2 separate regions of the Cricetulus griseus genome follow, and region 1 is linked to region 2. A link is a contact called in public Hi-C data. All regions are on one chromosome and are shown on one strand. The core of a region is the stretch at or near the end of the contact, and the rest is flanking DNA. Distances in the headings are between cores, read along the strand shown. Region 1 has its middle 110 kb from the start of Slc30a10. Region 2 has its middle 220 kb from the start of Slc30a10.

Region 1 (5,009 bases), core at 986-3,485, 110 kb before region 2:
AGGGTAATGCTGCAATGAAAGTGTGTTTTCTTTTTGTCCCATGTCCCTGGAGCCATAGATCGTGTGAGCACAGACAGAAACCAAGAGTGAGAGGGTGAGTTTTGAATCTAGTGTGAGCCTGGGGTTATAAGAGTTTGAGTCTGAGTCTTAGTCACTGAAAATAGGAAAGTTGGGGTGTTCACCTGGGGTGTTACAGGATTTACTGCTGGGCAGAGAGGAAGGTCTGACAGACTGAATGAAAACAATAATTAAAAACAAAGTTTGTTTCTCACTGATTTGAAATTCTAATTCCAAAGCATAGCGGCAAATGCAAACCAGAACGATTGGGCTTGGAATAGAGACAAATACAAACACTTCTCCTTTCTTATGCAATGCTTTGTTTTCCCTGGGCTTAATGAAATTGTCTTAATGTTGGTTTGCTTGAGTTTCTATTTATGTCTTACCAATGTAACCACAATCGTTTATCCCCAAATGTCCAAAATGTCTTTCCTGTTCACTGGAGGACCTTGTTTGGGAAATCTGTATTGACTCACTCCAGCCAGCTCCAGTTTGAACTGCTGCTTTCTGGGCTATTACACAGCAGTGATCTCTTGTTTGCTCCGAAACATTTTATTTATGGGAGCTCTACTTTGTGATGGATTCCCTGTTCTCTAGATTCCAGATCTTAAGTCTTCCCACACCCACACTTTGCTGTCTTGTTTTGGTGGGGCACTTTCTATAGAACCTTCTGGAAAACATTGAAAATGGGATGCTTATTTTCAAGAGAATAGATTCTAAAAATGTTTTTGGTTTACTTGTAGTTTGTTCATAAAATAGCCCTATTACTTCCTTTTTTGTTTTGTGGTTCCTAACTATATTGCCTGATTTTGGCCAGTAGCAACACATTAGACAAAAAAGAAGTAGTAATTGAAAATGCTTATCCACTGGGGAGCACTGTTTCACTTCTCTTTTGGAAGCCCCAAACACCACGGGAGAAAGGTTAGTTTGCTGGTAAACAAGAGACCAAGTGGAGCAGAGACAAATTGTAACAACACAGGACCACCCACTTCCCACTTAAGAATAGCCTTCTGGAGTATGCGTGAGGCCATCCTACACCATTGAGCCCAAGATGACTTGACTATAAAGTTTGCCAAACCAGACCAGACTAGTGGCCACTTAGCTGATTCATGGAATGTAAAGAAATTACAATTTGTTTTTAAAAGCCACCAAGCTTTACGATGGCTTGTTTTCTAGCAAAAGAGACCCAGGACTCTGTCTTGTCAGTTGGTAGTTTAGCTGGGTAGAGAATTCTGCATTTGAAGGTCACTTTTCCTTTAGAAACTCAGAGGCATTGTTCTATTACCTTCTAGTCTCCAGTACAACTAATGGGAATCTTAATTGTAGGATTCTTGAGTTTTACATGTTCTTTCCCCTCTGTGAAAGTCTTAAGGACACCCTTTAATCTGCAGTATTTTGAAATTTCACAAAGATGTGCAAGGTTTGGCAAACTTACCCTCTATTTTGAAGGGTGTCTGATAGAAATGACATTTCGAGTCTGAAATGGTTTTCTTCTTATTTGGAGGCCTCTTCCCTTTCTTTTTAGGTGACTATGGGTTGGTTTCTAGCCACGTGTTTCCTGTGTCCTCTCTGAATTTACCTCTGTTTGGATACTGAACCCCTCTGATGGAATCTTAAGTTTCCCAGTATATTTTTCTCTCTTTTCCATGGCTCTGGCTTTTGGATCTATTTCATCTGGAAGAGCTCTAGCTTCTTTCGAAAATAATAATTAAAAAATAATTTACTTTTATTTGTATGAGAGTTTAACCTGAGATTATGTATGTGTACCACATATATACCTGGTGCCCATGGAGATCAGAGGAGGGCATTTGATCCTGGAGCCATGGATAATGGGCACTAGGTGCTGAATTTGGGTCTTCCCAAAGAGCATTAAATACTCTTAACTGTTGAGTCATTGCTCCAGCCATGAACTTCTTCTCACTTAACTCATCACCTCTGCTTCCCTAGGTCAGTTTCTGGAACCCTTGGCCTGTTTCCTCCATGTTTTCTCTGTTTAAAGGGCACAGATCCTCTTTTAGGGAGGCAATGTTTTTGATCCCTCTGAGAATATCAGACATTGTTTTTGGAGTGTTACTTCCCTGGGGAGTTTCTATTTCCTTCAAATTATTCATCTTTGTTGGCTAATCATGACTCAGCTATTGGCCAGAACAAGGCTGTGGAATTTGTAGGTGCCTTGAAACTGGGAGCGATGTCAAATGTGTGAGATCACAACAAATTGTAAGCCATCTTAGCCAGTGGGAAGGACATGATTCTGATAAAGAAATAGCATGAATTTGAATATAAGCTTGGGTTAGCCCTCTAAGTACAATATGAAAGAAATGGATTTGTGAGTTAGAGAGATGAAAATGACTTAGAAATCTGAGCCAGCAGTCAGTTTAATGGATGTGAAGTTTATTGAGTTTCCTTTCCTGTACTATGGACACTTCAAATACACTAAACAGGAAATTCCCACAGCGTCATTAATAGACATAAAATGCCAAGGATGAGAGAGGCGATTGCCTTGCTATATTTCGAGAAGCTGTTATTACAGCAATCCTAATGATAGCTATAATTTGATGAACACTCTCATTGTGCTTGGTGCTATTTTAATGTGTTTTGAGTTTATTAACTCAGTTAATACAAATTTGATGAGAAATTTGAGAGAAAGAAGGAAGTAGGAGTTCCTGTCCAAGGTAACATCATTTGTTCAAAGTCATGTCAGCTCTAACAAGGAGTGTTCAGATTTGAATGTAAGTAGTCTGCTTCAGTGTCTATACCCTGGACCTGTTTCTCTAATTGCTCTGCACACACACACACACACACACACACACACACACACACACACACACACACACACACACACGAGATCGTGAGAGAAGTGAGTTCTTGGGTGGTGAAAGACCTAAACCTTGAACTGGAAGAGGATGACTTGAAGGTGACTGTGAGCACCAGGTGCCCAGGAAGCTGACAAACGCCCTGAACCACTTGCAAAGCCTTTACACTAACAAGGCTTTAGCTGTATTCTCTTTGACCCTGAGACTAGGACTCCGAGATTAGGCTGATGACTAGCAGGTACCGAGTGTGTGAGAGAAGTTAGCTAGACCTGCAGATAGTTTTCTAATGACCATGTTTTGAAATGTTGTATAGTTTACTTTGCAGTTGGGTTCTCTGATATCAGAGATATTCAAGAAGGGGCAGGCATTGCTGGTGGAAGAAGCACAATTGTTCTCAAACCTGGAGAGGTCATTTTATTTTGCCATGTCCAAGCTAGCGGAAACAGTTTGAGATGTTTTATCTCCAAAGGGCAACACCCAGTTAGAAACTGAGAGTGGCTGTCTGCAGTGGAGGGGACTGGGATCCTGCATGACAACAAGATCTTCTCAAGATCACACTGGTGGTTTGGAGCGCAGGAGGAACTCAGTCTGGTCTCCTAGATTCTAAGATGAATTTTCTTTGCAACACACACATTGCCATCCAGCTCCCCATGAAGTTTCTCCCTTGCCTTCTGTTTCCACTCAGTACACGTTCATCCCCGTTTCCTACCATCTTCACGAAGAGCGTTGAGTGCTGGCCAGCTTTCCTGGCAGCAAGTAGTCTTTTGTTGCTCATAGCTCTTCTGCTGCAGCGTTGGCGGGGTGGGGGGGGAGGAGGGCACCCATTTCTCATTTGCAGCCATCTGAAGTTAGAACTCTGAAGAATAAAACACAATTGTCACAGTTACTGCTGTTTGTAGCCATTGCTCAAATACTTGCTTTGAGACCAAGGTCGAAGTCTGGTACCCATGTGCCTGTAGCCTTCACACAGGAGACAGCCAAGCACGTATTCTGTGGCTGGATAAGATGTGGACCCTACCCAGTAAAACTGTAGCCAGGTGGGCAGGTTATAGGGGCCCAGAGCTAAGCAGTGGCTTTGTCTAGGGCTCCTTTATAGTCTGTCCTGTGCCTAAGGTTTTGGGATCTGTGTTGACATCCCGTCCCCTGCACATGCACTTTGACCTCTATGTGTACAATAGGGGTTGGCACACTCAAACTCCTCCTTAGTCGTCATCTTCCTCTAACTGGATAGATTGTTTGTCGTTTAATATGTGGAGGCTAAGGGAAGTGAGTTATTTTCTGACAAGTAGTTTTTAAAAGTACTTTTAGACTAAGGATTATTTTGCTTTTAAAGACATTTGTTTTTAGTGTGTGTGTGTGCTTTTTATTATTATTATTATAAGGAAGGAGTTAGACTATAGCCTAGCAATCATCTATCAGCATTTTAACCTGATGTAGGAAAATTGCCAGTGTGGTAAACTCTACAAAACCACTAGAGGGCAGAAGAGTCTAAAGAATGATTAAAAGGAAAAAAAAAAAAAAAACAACAAAAAAACCAAAACAAAAACCAAGTCACCCCTCAAACCCAACCAGACCAGTCAGAAAAACAAGCTGCTCTTTGTTCACTAGAGGCCAAGCCATCAGTGTGAGCTGCAGATCCAGGCAGCCTCTAGAACAATAGAGGCCTGTTGTGGTAAAGTGGCCCAGGGTAGTCAGACGGCCTAGGACGGCAGTGGACTTCTGAGGCCAAGATTTACAAGCTGTGATCTCTGGCAAGTCCATTCCCATCTCCGAATCAGGGTTTTCTGTCTATAAAAGTGGGCTTCATCACCCAAGCTTACTGGGGAGCTTCAGCAGAATGGCACCTGCCTCGCGCCCTTCCAGGTTTTCGCGCTTGGTTCTGCTGCCTGACGCCACTTCTCCCTCACTGTAGACAGACTCCTCTTAGTGGACCGGGGACCGTCTCTGCCTCTCCCACATCCGACTGCTGTGTTCTAATTATTTGTTTCCCAGTTTGTTACCCACACTGGACAAGCACTTTCCGAGGACAGGCCCTGGGTGTCTCGACCCAGAGTCCAGGCAGAGAGGAATCTAACGGAGTCCTTCCATTTGTTTGTATAGGTTCTTAAGCCAAGCATGAGTGTAGACATGAGCTGGGAC
Region 2 (4,684 bases), core at 658-3,157:
ATCTGAGGTAGCATTTTCTGATGTGGGCAACAAGGCCCATGCTGACCACTATTGACTAGGGCTCCTATTGGTGGTACTGGGAGTGCGGTACGTTTTGTTTTGCACGGAGCTTTATTTTATAAATGTACAATCCCTTCCCACCTTCCCTCCTTCCTTCTTTGTGGTCTTGATCAAACCCAGGGGGTTTGTAGGATAGTTTAGTGTACCCCAGCCTTCCCCTTCCCCCTTTGAGGCAGTGTTTTGCTACACAACTCAGGCTTTCCTTGAAGTGGTTGTAGCTCAGATTGGCCTCATATTCTAGATCCCCTTGCCTCTGCCTTCTGAGTGCCTGAATGGCCTTTTTAGGTGAAAATCTTGGATCTATAGATGAGGCAGATGTGACAAGTACATTTTGCTGACTGGCTGGCACAATATTCAGGTGTACCAGTCCTGAGTTCTGTTAGGGTCTGCGGATCACCCCACAAAACAGAGACCACCACTCTCATATACAATCAGCAAGAGCGTGTGTATTCCAGCATTCTGAGGTTTGCCAGCCAGCCAGCAAAATGGCTGGGACTCCAGGGGAGCACACAGGCTCCTTTTATAAGCAGCCAGGAGGGGGTTAGGTCATCCTGAACCTGACTGGCTGGGGCTCGCTCCTCTTCCTGCTTTAACAGGGTATAGAAACAACTGAAACTAAGCTGGAACTCAGGCCTAGTGGGGGCTGGGGCCAGGAGAAGCCTAGCCATGGCTCTAGAAGCCGCAAACCAGGAGTTTGGGGCTGGGGGCCCATGGCAAAGGCCAGGGCTGAGGCAAGGGGGACTGGCCAGTCAGGGTCGGCCCCGCCCTGCCCCATTACATTTATTCAGTACACTCAGCTTCATTGAAGCCCGGCATCGGGTCTGGGATGCTTCCTCACTGCTGTTTGCACCTCAGCTAGGTGCCATCTCAGGGCCACTAGCATGGGACTGCGCGGGAATACAAGCCAGGGAGGCGCTAGCTGGCCACCTTGGAGTCTGTACTGGGCCGAGCTGTACCACCGCGCCAAGTTCCCCTGGCTATTGTTTAGAGATGCCAACGGCTGGTGGATCCCAGGCTTTCAATGCTGGGCCTGTACAGCTGCTTCCATTATTGAAAAAGATGCCCAAGGCCAGACTGTAGCTCCTCAACCATTTACAGCAGTGGTTCTCAGCCTTCCTAAAGCTGTGACCCTTTAACACAGCTCCTCATGTTGTGGTGACCCCAACCATACGGTTATTTTGTCGCTACTTCTGAACTGTGATCTTGTAACTGATATGAGCCATAACATAAGTATGTGATATTCAGGGTATCTGATATGCAACCTTTGTTAAAAGGTCATTCAGTCCCAAAGGGGCCACGGCCCACTGGTTGAGAGCCACTAATCTAGCGTGACAATTGTAGCCTATCGTTGTAGGGCACACGTCATGGGCCTCAGCCCTGCACCCCAACACATTGCATTTACTGAAAGAATAACCCCAGAAGTAAAATCACAGTGATCACAGTCAAACACTGTCTTTGGAGCCAGGCGCTGCTCAGTGAGCACCCTGGAAGAGCATCTTCAAGTCACAGATCTGCCAGGGATGGAAGACAGCGCTCAGAGCTGATTCTGGGTCAGCCTCCCACTTACCACTCATCTCCAGTCCTGCATGAATCATTTACAGAACTGCGCTTGGCTCTGAGGGATGCTTCCCTGAACGAAGAGACGAGTTCCTCAGCCAGGGGTATTGAGTGGTCCAGGAAAAGTCCTAAAGTGAGAGACAAATGCTTTTGTGTTGGTGGTTCTGAGGGTTGGGGGTAAGCCTCCCTTAGAGGGGTTGAACAAAGCCATCAGAATGAACACAGAGTGCTTCCCCCTTGCAGGTCCAAACCACACCAGGGGTGACTCAGGCTGGCTCAGTCTTCCTGCCGCTGTTTACAAAGCCATTGAGTTCCTTGGCAGGAGAGTGTGGAAGCAACTCACAGAAGGGGACAGGGAACACATCGAATCTTCCTTTCAGCTCAGTGAGCTCTGCTGCACACACAGGGGAGCTACACACCCCTTCACTAGTTTCGTGATGAGTCTTGCAAATGGAAAACAAGAGATTAATGTTCCAGAGCTGAAAGGCATGGGCAAGCCTGCTGCTCGCCCCATCAGACGACTCTGTGACTGTTGTGGCCCACCTAACCACAAGCCTGGGCTGTCTTGGCATCGCAAGCTGCTGCACTGTGCTCTGCACAGCATGCTGCTTCATGCGTGTCTCACAACAGCTTGTCTGTCTGCATTCTATTTTCTCTGAGTGTTTATTCCGAACTTCCAAGTCCCAGGCAGCAAACTGTCCCTGACACTCCAACAGTTTAGATGACACGTGCTCTTGCAGGGTGATATGTATATATTTTCTCTACAAAAGAGAAAAATGTTTCCCTAACAAGGCTGGAGGCAGAGGGCAGTCTGTTTCTGGGGAGTAGAGGTTTGTTTTGCTGGGGTCTCCTGATTGTTGAAGATGTGAAATCCACCGGCTCCTCCACACCCCATTAGGGTCACCAGTGTGTGCTGGCTGGAATGAACTGGTCCACGGGCGTCCTGTACAGGACCCGTGGGTGAGAACCTAGAGGACTCCAGAGGTCAGGCGATGGCAGAGATGTCCGAGGACTATGGCCATTTGGGCATATGTGCCAATAATATTAAACAAATGCAGATTGTGTGAGGTCCTGGGTTTGCAGCACTACATAAAAGTCTGGATTAAAACAACAAAATCCAAACACGTGTATGTATATATAGGTAGACGTATAGATAGATACATGTGTAATTATAGACTGTAAATATAATGCTAATTATAGCTGAGTGGCCAGTGTGATGCCTTTTGGCTCTTATTTGAATTTTCGGCTAAGGGGAGACTAGGGTCAGCTCTGTAAATAGCATGTGGACTGGTTATCATTCAGGCCAGAGGTTTTCTTTTTCTTCTTAGGAGTGACTGGTCATACTTATGACATTTGTTTTATTTTTATATGCATGAGTATTTTGCCTTTGTGCATGTCTGTGAACCATGTGTGTATCTTGTGTCCCCAGAGACCAGAAGAGGGTATCAGACCTTCTGGGATGGTGGTTACAGATGGTTGCTAGCTGGCAGTGTGCTGGGAACTGAACTCAGATCCGCTGAAAGAGCAGCAAATGCTCTTAACCTCTGTGTCCTCTCCCCAGCCCCACCTTCCCAGTGACCTTAGGCTACCTATTTACACACCAGGGTGACAGGAATGAACACCTCTGTCCTTGAGAAGGGCTGCCCCTCCTGTGCCTCCACCCTGTGGTAAAGCTGGGTCTTTCTCCACAGATTTTGAAATTTTGATTCTCCCAAGCAGCTTGGGGGGATGGTTCTAGGTGATAGATGAGAAAGAGGACGACGGGGGATGACAGTCCTTGAGGTGCTTCTGTGTCCACTGATATGGTATTAGGTTTTGAAGTTACACTGAGGTCAAGGACATGAAAATGAGGTTGAAATTTTCTAGAAGCTCTCTGGAGACTCAGGCCTGCTGCTCTCAGGCCTGTTACCGACTTGGCTTTCTGGGCTGAACTCATTTATTTGTGTCTTTTTTATGGCTCATGAAGAGCAGATGCAATTGAGTTTGGTGTTTCACGAGGCGTTGAACTATTTATTTGTTTTGTAATATAAGCTTTTTTTTTTTTTTAAATAAATAGTATTATCCAGGGTGCTGGATATCCAGGCTGGCTCAGTGGTTAAGAGTACTTGCTGGTCTTTCAGAGGTCCTAGGCTCAGTTCTCAGCACCCCCAAATCAGGGTGATTACAACTGCCAGTGACTCTAGCTCTAGGGATCCGACATCCTCTTCTGGTCTCCCTAGGTACCTTCAAAGGTGACATATACACAGACACAGGAAGAAACTTTTAAGAAGATATTATCCACATCTAAAACATGGCAGTATCTTCTGTCTTTGCTGACTTGGTTTAAAATCTTTGCAGTGCTGGGGATGAACTCAGGGGCTTGCACTTTCTAAGTAAGTAAGTGTGCTACCACTGAGCCATCTCTCAGTCCTTACACTAAATATATTAGTGAACAGTTATTGACTATATCATGCACACAGTTATCAATTTGAAGACACTAAATTATTTCCCTTAATCATTTGAATATGTGTGTGTGAAGCTTGGGGTGGGGGGTGGCCAGTCGTCTGCCATGGCGTGTGTGTGGCATGTGTGTAGACAAGGTTCTCACACTTATGTGGGAAGTGTTTTACTTACTGAACCATCTATCTTCCTAGCCCAAAGAGGCAAAATTCTTATGCTTAGTGAATTCAAAACCTAGGATGGGAGGCAGGACAAAGAGTTGTCTGAGGGTGAGAAAACTAAATCTAGAGACATGACCTGGAAAGACTGCCTGGAGGCTTTGCTTTGCCATTGATTAGCTGTGTGCTATCAGGCAAGCTTCCTAACAGGACTATTGTAGAGACAATAATCAATGTCTAAATGAGGAAATAACTCTACTCTCTGGAAGTTTCTGTGAAAATGAAATGAGTCAGTACATGTATGAAGTGCTTGGAATAGTACTTGGCACAGAATTAGGGGCTGATAATTATCCGTCGCTACTGTTTTCACTCAGAAGGCTGTGGACAAAGAGATCATAGCTGTTGGAGCTCAGGAGACTCTACAGTCCGTGCGGAAACCCACGCCCCCGCTTCAGAGCTTCTGACCTAGG

The links. Hi-C and Micro-C count contacts between places; a contact is called where the count stands out from the background.
Region 1: a Hi-C map of fibroblasts shows a contact between it and region 2, with 3 times the contacts expected there. The contact joins two enhancer-like sites. A contact is called at or near these places in 2 of 8 Hi-C or Micro-C datasets (the CHO-K1 cell line and fibroblasts).

Annotation. Positions count from the first base shown.
Region 1 is chr5:9,157,422-9,162,430 of CriGri-PICRH-1.0, reverse strand. No RefSeq gene overlaps it. Among named protein-coding and RNA genes, the nearest start is that of Slc30a10, 110 kb to the left of the region's middle. Within about 2 kb of position 2,235, at least 1 of the 6 cell types and tissues checked has open chromatin away from gene starts, as enhancers often do. A contact at or near this core is called in fibroblasts, where this site is marked.
Region 2 is chr5:9,048,959-9,053,642 of CriGri-PICRH-1.0, reverse strand. No RefSeq gene overlaps it. Among named protein-coding and RNA genes, the nearest start is that of Slc30a10, 220 kb to the left of the region's middle. Within about 2 kb of position 1,907, at least 3 of the 6 cell types and tissues checked have open chromatin away from gene starts, as enhancers often do. A contact at or near this core is called in fibroblasts, where this site is marked.